Linked DNA regions of Mus musculus: region 2 is linked to region 1. Evidence: chromatin contacts called from public promoter capture Hi-C data. All regions are on one chromosome and are shown on one strand. The core of a region is the stretch at or near the end of the contact, and the rest is flanking DNA. Distances in the headings are between cores, read along the strand shown. Region 1 overlaps Grm1 (glutamate receptor, metabotropic 1). Region 2 holds the start of Grm1 (glutamate receptor, metabotropic 1).

The links. Promoter capture Hi-C pulls out the DNA fragments that hold promoters and counts their contacts.
Region 2: a promoter capture Hi-C map of hippocampal neurons shows a contact between it and region 1, with 2.4 times the contacts expected there. The contact joins the promoter of Grm1 here to the enhancer-like site in region 1. A contact is called at or near these places in 5 of 39 promoter capture datasets (the 3T3-L1 cell line, 3T3-L1-derived adipocytes, hippocampal neurons and 2 more), 1 of 484 Hi-C or Micro-C datasets (cerebellar granule neurons) and 3 of 9 other capture datasets (adipose tissue, liver and pancreatic islet).

The regions. Positions count from the first base shown.
Region 1 is chr10:11,046,947-11,051,348 of GRCm38.p6, reverse strand. The region is part of intron 2 of Grm1 (glutamate receptor, metabotropic 1); the gene reads left to right. Among named protein-coding and RNA genes, the nearest start is that of Grm1, 33 kb to the left of the region's middle. Within about 2 kb of position 1,793, at least 12 of the 459 cell types and tissues checked have an H3K27ac peak or open chromatin away from gene starts, as enhancers often do. A contact at or near this core is called in cerebellar granule neurons and hippocampal neurons, where this site is marked.
Region 2 is chr10:11,080,250-11,084,651 of GRCm38.p6, reverse strand. Grm1 (glutamate receptor, metabotropic 1) reads left to right here and starts at 2,321. Exons shown (of 9, transcript NM_016976.3): 1 at 2,321-2,403; 2 at 3,796-4,402. The coding sequence starts at 4,114.

The DNA.
Region 1 (4,402 bases), core at 544-3,043:
TGAGGAATTAATAGAACCAGTTGCATTTTGTATGAATTTCCCAAGTCCAGCACAATGCTTGGCAAATAATTGGCCCATGAGGAAGTTTGATACTTTGGTCCTTAGAATGGATGCTGAGGTGTCTTTGTAGGTGAAATATTGTAAATATGCCAGTGAGGATTCCGTGGGCACTCAAGCTTAAAAAAATAATAAAGTCACTTGTTCTAAAATTATTGTGAAGTTATGTTTCTTAGTTCCTGATTTGTTAACTTAATCAGGTTCTGTTTTAGATCAAAAGTTGGGTACAAATCTAATGACTCTATCTATGAGTGGTGTACTTGTGGGTCCATGGGAACAGAATTCAAGGCTGGGGAGTGTGCTAATTTTCTGACAGCATGTGGGCAGCCTGTGGAGCAAGAAATAATTTTCCACAGTAGCTAAAGATGGGCAATGTTTGGTTTTGAATTTGTAAATAAGACGAAATAAAAGTTATCTTCCACAAAAAGGGAACATAATTGTAATGAAATAAGTTTGAGAAGTAGAAAGCCGATTGCCAGGGGTAATAGAAATGCGCCTTCACTGTACTTAGTGAGCATTAGTGGCTTGTGTTCATACATGTCAGTTCATTAAATAAAAAGATACAGTAATTGAATTTAGTCAATCATTACAATGATTTGAAAGGAGGCAGTTAGATTCCAATCAGTCAGCAAGAAAACTCTTCAGTTGATTGGCTTGTTATTAACACACTGAGGATTTATAAGAATTCAGTTATACTGAAAATATACAAGGAATGCTGTCAGACTGCATGAGATCAGAGCTCCTATTTCTCATGTTTGTGGCATGGTAGAGAGTTACTATGTTAGGGACATAGCAATGTTCTATGCCCTTTCCATTTGTTTTTCTAAAAACCATCTTGTACCGGGTGAGCTGCAAGGTAGAGACCACATGGTTCATATCACAGGGGCCAGGCTGGAGAGTCTGGCCAAAGAAGAAGTCAGCCAGGAAGGGCCGGCATGATCTGCAGCTCACTGCATCTATGGAGGAAAGCCTGCCCATGGTTCCAAATCTCTCATTTCAAGAAACCATAGAGAGATCTCAATGGGAAATGTCGCTATTTTTACATATCAGCAACTGGTTGACATTTTATTTACTAATTGTTTTGAGATAGACAATTGCTACATGGACCAGGCTAGTCTGGAACTTCTTATATAGCCCAGGTTAGCCCCGAGCCATCCTCTTCATCCACTTCATCCTCCAAGTTCTAAGATTATATGCATGTACCACAATGCCTAGCAAATCAAGCCTAACTACTCTGGTTATAGTGTGACCTCATTGCTTTCGGAAATCAGGTGTCTGTAGACAACTCTTAGAGCCAAGAACCCTGGGCTCTGCCTAAACCAGAAATGACTGAGGGGCTTGGATAAATCTTTTCTTTATTTTTTTATTCACAGTTTTCTCATTTTTCAAAAAATTGGGGATATGGGCCAAATAACACATCATTTGATTCCTTTTCAATGTTCACAATATCTATGATTTGTACGAAGAACGGCAACTCATCTTCAGCTAATTAGCTTTCTTGTTTTCACGATGAACTATGTGATTCGTTCCCACCCCCGATATTTGAAATCTGCCTACTGTTGGCCTTTCTGAGAGTGCTTATGAACATTTGTTGAAACTGACCAGAGAAAATGCTGGCAACTTGGCCCTGATCTAAGGATATTGTCAGCAGAGTTGCGGCACTTGGCTGTCTCCCTCTGTAGTAAACCCTAATAAAGCCCTCACAGAGGAACTGCGAACAGATGCAGCTCTGAAAACACAGTGTCCTTGTCACCATTTGCTCGTCTGTCTCTCCTACTGAGGCAGGACTTGCTTGGGATATCTTAATGACTCGTCTCCTTGTCATAAGCACATTGGAGCTTATGAGTGTATTGGAAGCTTGCTGCACCCAGAGTCTCCAATACACGGTCCTGAGCCTTGAAGGTGCCTTTACGATGACACAGAGGCACAGAAGTCCCTGGAGCCAGACATAAGCATAGTATATCGTGGGCTGAGGAGGTGGCTTGTGGGATAAAACACTTGGCCTGCCAGCATGAGGACTGGAGCTCAGATCTCAGCATCCACATAGTTGAGTTAGATACTATTTATCTATCTATCCATACCAGAGCTTAGGGATTAAATTAGAAACTAGGTCTATTATATTGAGACAACAGAGACAACACCTACATGCCTTTGTCTTTGCTGAGAAGTAGCTAAGAATCCTTGAAAAGGGAATATCTTTCTGAATTTTCATTTCCTCATTTATAAACATGTTGCTTTATAAACACTCCATGAGGTTGTTGCGAGGAAGACAAAGCAATTAAGTGCCATGGCGTTTTTGCAAAGTCACAGCCCTGTGAGCCAGGAAGGTAACGTCTCAGCTGCCTGCTAGAATATGCTGCAGCTGTAATTATTAAGGACATGAGGTTGGCCTTCCTGTTCTCTTCTTACTCCTTCTGTCCATTACCTGTACCTCAGCTGCCTAATTTACTAGTGTCACTGGGTATGTCGGAATGTCACAGAAAAAGGGCTGTGCCCATTCCCCCAAGAACCTTAACCACATTCCTTTGACTTAACTTTATGAAGAGTAATGCATCTACTGTCTATGCTTGCCTCTCCCTAGCCCCCACTCTCTGAGCTTCTTAATTTATGTGTGCTGGGACTGAGGATCCCTGCGCTGATCCTGTCACGTGCAGAGTCATGTAGAGAACACAGTATTTTTTTTAAGTAAGCACCCCTGTAACTTTCCAAAGACTTTTCTGCTTGTGATGTAATCATGAGAGGATATATATATATATATATATATATATATTTTTTTTTTTTTTTCTGAGACAGGGTTTCTCTGTATAGCTCTGGCTGCCTGGAACTCACTCTGTAGACCAAGCTGGCCTCGAACTCAGAAATCTGCCTGCCTCTGCCTCCCGAGTGCTGGGATTAAAGGCGTGTGCCACCATGGCCGGCTTGATAGGATATTCTATAACTGGATGGAATATGATCCCTTCCCTATGGAAGAAACTCTAGCCAGCTCCAGCATGGCAAACATGGTTCTGGCAAGTCTTGCCCTTCTCCCCCATTCCTTCTGCCTGGCTCAGACCATTAGATTACTTTCCTAAAGCTAGATTCCCAAGATCCATTCCCTTATTTGGCCACTTGCTCCTCCTGAGGCTGACTACCAAGCTCCAGCTATCAAAGTATTGAAGCCCAACAATCAAATGGCCACCTTTAGCTCACCTAATTAGCATGCTCCATCAAAATGAACTGACTCGTCCTAACATGGGGTTCTTCCATATAACTGTTTTTCTATGAGTCTTGTCTGTCTTCTCTCTATCCAGAGCCAATTCTTTGTCTCTCCAGGTCAAAGACCCCCTGACCCTCCCCCTTGTTCCCTTCTCCTTCTTCCTGTCCTCTATGTCCTGTCTTAGTTCTTTATCCCTGCCCTTTTTCCTTCTGGGGTAAACAAGACTCTTTTATATTAAGGACCTGGGTTGTCTTGAGCCAACTTCAGGGTTCCTTACATCTCTTAAACATTCAGATGTTTTTGTTTTGTTCGTTTTTAAATATATTTAGTACTACCAGCTCTTGAGTAGAACTGGTAGGGTGGGGAGAAAGGAGGACAAACAGACAGACAAAAACCTCTGGCTCCTGCTCTGGCTTCGTAGTCCTTGCCTTTTCCCCAAGCGTGAATCCTCCCATCACGCCAGGTTTCAGTAGTTGGCTCAAGGTCACTGAGGGGAGTTGAGAGGAGATCCAACAGGGCCGCTCTTCAGCACTGGGCCAAGTACCTTAGGAAGCTTGAGAAGGCATTGTTTCAGCGTTAATTGCTAACTCATAAACTAATCTGAGGGTTGGGAATGTAGCTCAGTAGGTAGAGTATTTTCCTAGTATGTATCAGACCCTGGATTTTATCTCCAATACTACATTTCCAGCTGTGACATCACACACCTGTAACTCTAGCCCTGCAGAAAGTGGAGGAAGGAGGATGAGAAGTTCAAGGCCATCCTCCTGTACAAGAACACGCAAGGGAGGACACTACAGAATACAGGAGACCCTGTCTCAAAAACAAAAACAAAGAAATCCCCGTATTTATGTTTGTATAATCTTTCATGCATGGATTACTCTTCAATGCATATATACACTATGCATATGCTTATACTACAATTTTCTTAATAAAACAAATACAGTAGTGTTTGCATCCCTATAACAAAGTGCCTGAGATAACTAAGTTACGAAGAGAAGAAGATGATTTTGGCTCAGTTTTACGTGAGATGTGGGGCACCCACTGCTTTGGACCTCTGATGAAGCTGGCATTTGGCATTGCTGGGGAGCATTTGAGCAAACTGCTCATTCCATGGCCAGGGAAGAAAAGACAAAAATGAGGCCTTGGCTC
Region 2 (4,402 bases), core at 1,072-3,571, 33 kb before region 1:
TTGCTTTTGAAAATCTATTACTATAAAAGGTAGTGAAAAAGAAAGCTTAATTGATAATTTCAAGAGGCTGTAACGGAAATTAATCCATAATCCCCACAGTATATAGTATGTATGTATGAATGCACATACTCACATACATATCATATACATTATATATAATATATATGTATAGTGTATGTGTGTGCATGTGTGTGATATGAATTCCCAAGTTTAGCTTCCTTCCTTGAATGGATAGTTTTGACTTAGGATTTAAAATAGAATTTAAAACAACATTAAATCTTAACTTTTAATTATTCCTTCAGTGGTAGACAGTCTTCTAAAGGATGGCAATATGTTACATCAAAGACCTTGAGCTTCAAAGAACACATAATGAAAGTAATTGTGGACTTCAGGAACATTGATTTCTTTGATTTGGGGGGAAATCTTAGATTACTTTTGCTTGATAAAACACCATGGCCAAAGCAACTGGGCTAGGAAAGGGTTTATTCAGCTTGTGTGTCCATACCGCAGTTCACCATCAAAGGAAGTCAGGCCAGGAACTCACACAGGGCAGAGCTAATACAAAGGTCAGGTAGGAACACTTCTTACTGGCTTGCTCTTTGGGGATCTCTGAGCCTGCTTTCTTACAGAACCCAGGACTATTAGGCCAGGGATGGTATCACACAAAATGGCCTGGGTCCTCCCACATCAATCACCTTCTAAGAAAATACCCTACAGGCTTGTATACAACCCAATCTTATGAAGGCATTTTCTCAACTAAGGTCTCAATAGATTCCTCTCTGATGACTTCTAGCCTGTATCAAGTTGACATAAAACTAACCAGTAATACAGTTACTAACTTATATATAGAATATTATAACTGAGAAAAAAGATGAGAAAAATTATGTTTAGAGATTATGAAGCCAGAATGACATGATTTAAAATTTAAGCTCAAATGTTTGTTAGAGGAGTGAGATACAATGAATACCTTTAGCTTGCTGTTCTGAAAATTCAGAGTAAATTTGCCCTGTCTGTGAAGACCCAAACTTATCTGTTCTTCATTCCTTGGAGTAAATGTGTAGACTTTGTTTTTGTTTTTTGTTTTTGTTTTGTTTGTTTGTTTGTTCGTTTTTTGGGTTGGTTTTGTTTGTGTGTTTGTTTGTTTTTCCAGACCTGAGAACAGAGACCTTTTAATCTGTAGGGTCCATCCTTGCTTCAGTCTAATCTTGGAAAAGTGGGTAGAGAAATCCTTTTTAGGTTGCCTAAGAATACCTTTCAGAAATGTCTGACACTTGAGGGAAATGAAAAACAAACAAACAAATAAACAACAACAACAACAAAACAGAACAGGAAGATGGTCTGTTCTTGACTGGAGGCATTTCTCTTAATAACTTCTGACAGAGACACAGTTGAAGATATGCATGGCCTGATGAGACCCATTTCCTTGGTTCCAACATGACAGCTTCCCTAATATCAAGACAAGGTAAACAAGGATGACCCGGGGCCCCACACAGACGGGTTTCTGCTCAAGGAGCTTTAAATAAGAGTGGAAAAACTCCATGTCATTTGCTTTCGTCCTCTGAGAAGAGCCAGGATTCATTCTGTCCAGCCACCCTGCCCCCAGAGGAACGTGATTTCACTTCCAGTTTTCATGCAGTAAGACATGTCGGGAAGGTGCTGGCAGTCTGGGAGGGATTTGGATAAGTGTTTTTCACTCTAGTGTTTTCATGTGACCTCTTGTTCTCAATTTAGATACTTCTTGACCTGGAAAAGGTGGGTGCTGCTTGCCACTCTACATTTGGCTACTCCTGTTTTAGGATGTGCATGTTCCTTCCTCCCCTTGTCTCCCGCCATGAAATCTCTTCCCATCCTCTTTGCAACCTGACAACAGAGCCTTGTCCCTAGGTAGATATACACATACATTGTTTTTCTCATTGTGTTCCTTATTTTTAGAGAGAGAAAAAAAATCTGAGTCTGTAAGATAAATGCAAAGGATAACAATCCCCAAAACAGCCTAGGAACCCCTCATTCCTCTGGCAAGACACTACTGATGATCTGTATGCTTGGTAGCCTCTTTAAGTCCTCTCAGAGATAGTATAGTAGTTGACAAATGCCAGCTCCTATATTCTCTAGCTTCTCCTTTTCCTCTATCAAATGACTTTTTAAATAAATTAGATATTAGACAAACCTTGGGTGACCTGCTTTTTCTTTTCTTTTCCTTTTTTTTTTTTTTACTTCTCCCCCCGCCCCCCCTCCCCCCCGTTTTTTTTCCCTTGCGGTATAATAGTGTTGAAGAAAGAGGGCACTAGTGTACAGCCCAGATGGCAGCCTTGCACCGTCTGATTTGGAGCTGAGGTGTCTGCGAACCGAGGGCGGCTGCAGTCCTCTGACCTGAGACCAATAGCTCTGTCTACCCGGACTCAGGTAGGTCTTGAAGTACATACCCCAAACTGGCCCAGGTGAGCGGATATCTTTCTGCGATGAAGCCCACCCCCGAACGGAAGGTACTGTTCTAATCTATCTGATTTTCTCCTGGATCTAGGAGGATCTTGGTTTATTTATCTCTTTGAGTCCTTCATGTCTGAGAAGCAGTGAAGAGCGCTGGGCGTCTGGCTTGATCCCACCCCCTTTTGTGCCTTGCCTCCTGCGATTTCATTCCCTGCCTGCTCCCGATGCCCCCTTTTTAATCTTGACTCTCACCTTGAGAAAGGGATCGGGGAGGGACGGGAGAGAGAGCCAACTTCAGCCCCGCAGGTGCCTCTACCCTCAAAGCACTTGGATTGGGGAATAAAGCTGCAGAACAGCCAGGCAAAGAGAATGAGGGTGGAGAGATGCTAGAGAAGCGATAGAAAGGGTGTGTGTGTGTGTGTGTGTGTGTGTGTGTGTGTGTGTGTGTGTGTGTGTGTGTACGCGCGCGCGCGCGCGAGTGTAGAATGCGAAGGAAGGAGGGGAGGTCAAGAATTTCCTGGCGCTGCAAGGAAAGGTGTCGCCTCCTAGCTCTGAGCGCTGTCCAGGGTTCTGACATTTGAGTGGCTCAGGCGGTTGAGCCAAAGGCGACCCCCATGCCTAGCTATCTTTCTTCCATTTCTTACAGTGATGCAAAGCCCCAAGGGTTCTGATACATAGGCGGTTGCAGGATACCCTCCTCTTCCCCAACCCCATCTCGAAAAGCAAGTTACCTTCTGTACTCCTTCTTGAACATCTACAGTAAGCTTCATTTCTTAGGGGGTGCAATATAGCAAGCCCCAACACAGGGAGGCTACCAGGCGTTGCCTTAGTAACTAATATGGCTTTTCCACAAGCTGTCGCATTTACATTTACTACTAAAATTGTGTGTCGGGGTCTCTTCAACCCTTAAATGTTAAAATAAAAGGTGTTCCCATTGTTTGAGTTGCTTTTTAAAAACAACGCTTCTACCTCCCAAAGAGTTCTCCAATTTTCTTCTGGGAAAAAAGTTGATCTTTTCAAAACCAGGAAAGTTCTCTGAGGTTGAAGAACTTAGCTCCTCCCCTCTTTTCCGTCCCTCCCCTTGACGCCCCCATCACCTGAGAAAGCTTGGTAGGTTTGAAGGAACCGAGAGAACCTGAGGCTGGAGAAGGGGGCGGGTCAGCAGGGCTTTGCACCTCAAAGGACCCGAGCGAGCATAGCAGGCAAGCAGGGCACACTTTCGTCATTGACCAGAGATGCCTCTAGCTGTTTTTGAAGGATGTGTTGAGGTGAAGCGGACCGGACAATATTTAGCATCCCAGACCCTGGAGTTTAAAATACAATTCCTCCGGTAGCCTGGCATTGACTTCCCTCTTTTTCCACCATCAGCGTCCAGCTTATGGCCACTAACGCGCCGCTCATTGCACACCTGATTCACACACCTTCGGGCACCAGTGAAAAAACCGCGACTTGATTTTCTGGAAGAACACCCCTAGGGTTTGGGAGCGGTCGTGGAGGACCAGCAGGAAGAAGCGGAGGGGAGAGGGGCGGTGGTGGAGACTGAGAAGCTTTGAACCAGCTGTGTTGGCCAAAGGCACGAAGCGGCAAAAGACAGCGGCGGGCGTCAGGGTGGTTCGCGCTGGGAACCTGCAGGCGGGACCGGCGTGGGAACGTGGCTTGCCGGCGGTCGACCGCGTCTTCGCCACAATGGTCCGGCTCCTCTTGATTTTCTTCCCAATGATCTTTTTGGAGATGTCCATTTTGCCCAGGATGCCTGACAGAAAAGTACTGCTGGCAGGTGCCTCGTCCCAGCGCTCTGTGGCGAGAATGGACGGAGATGTCATCATCGGAGCCCTCTTCTCAGTCCATCACCAGCCTCCAGCCGAAAAGGTACCGGAAAGGAAGTGTGGGGAGATCAGAGAACAGTATGGTATCCAGAGAGTGGAGGCCATGTTCCACACATTAGATAAGATTAATGCGGACCCGGTGCTCCTGC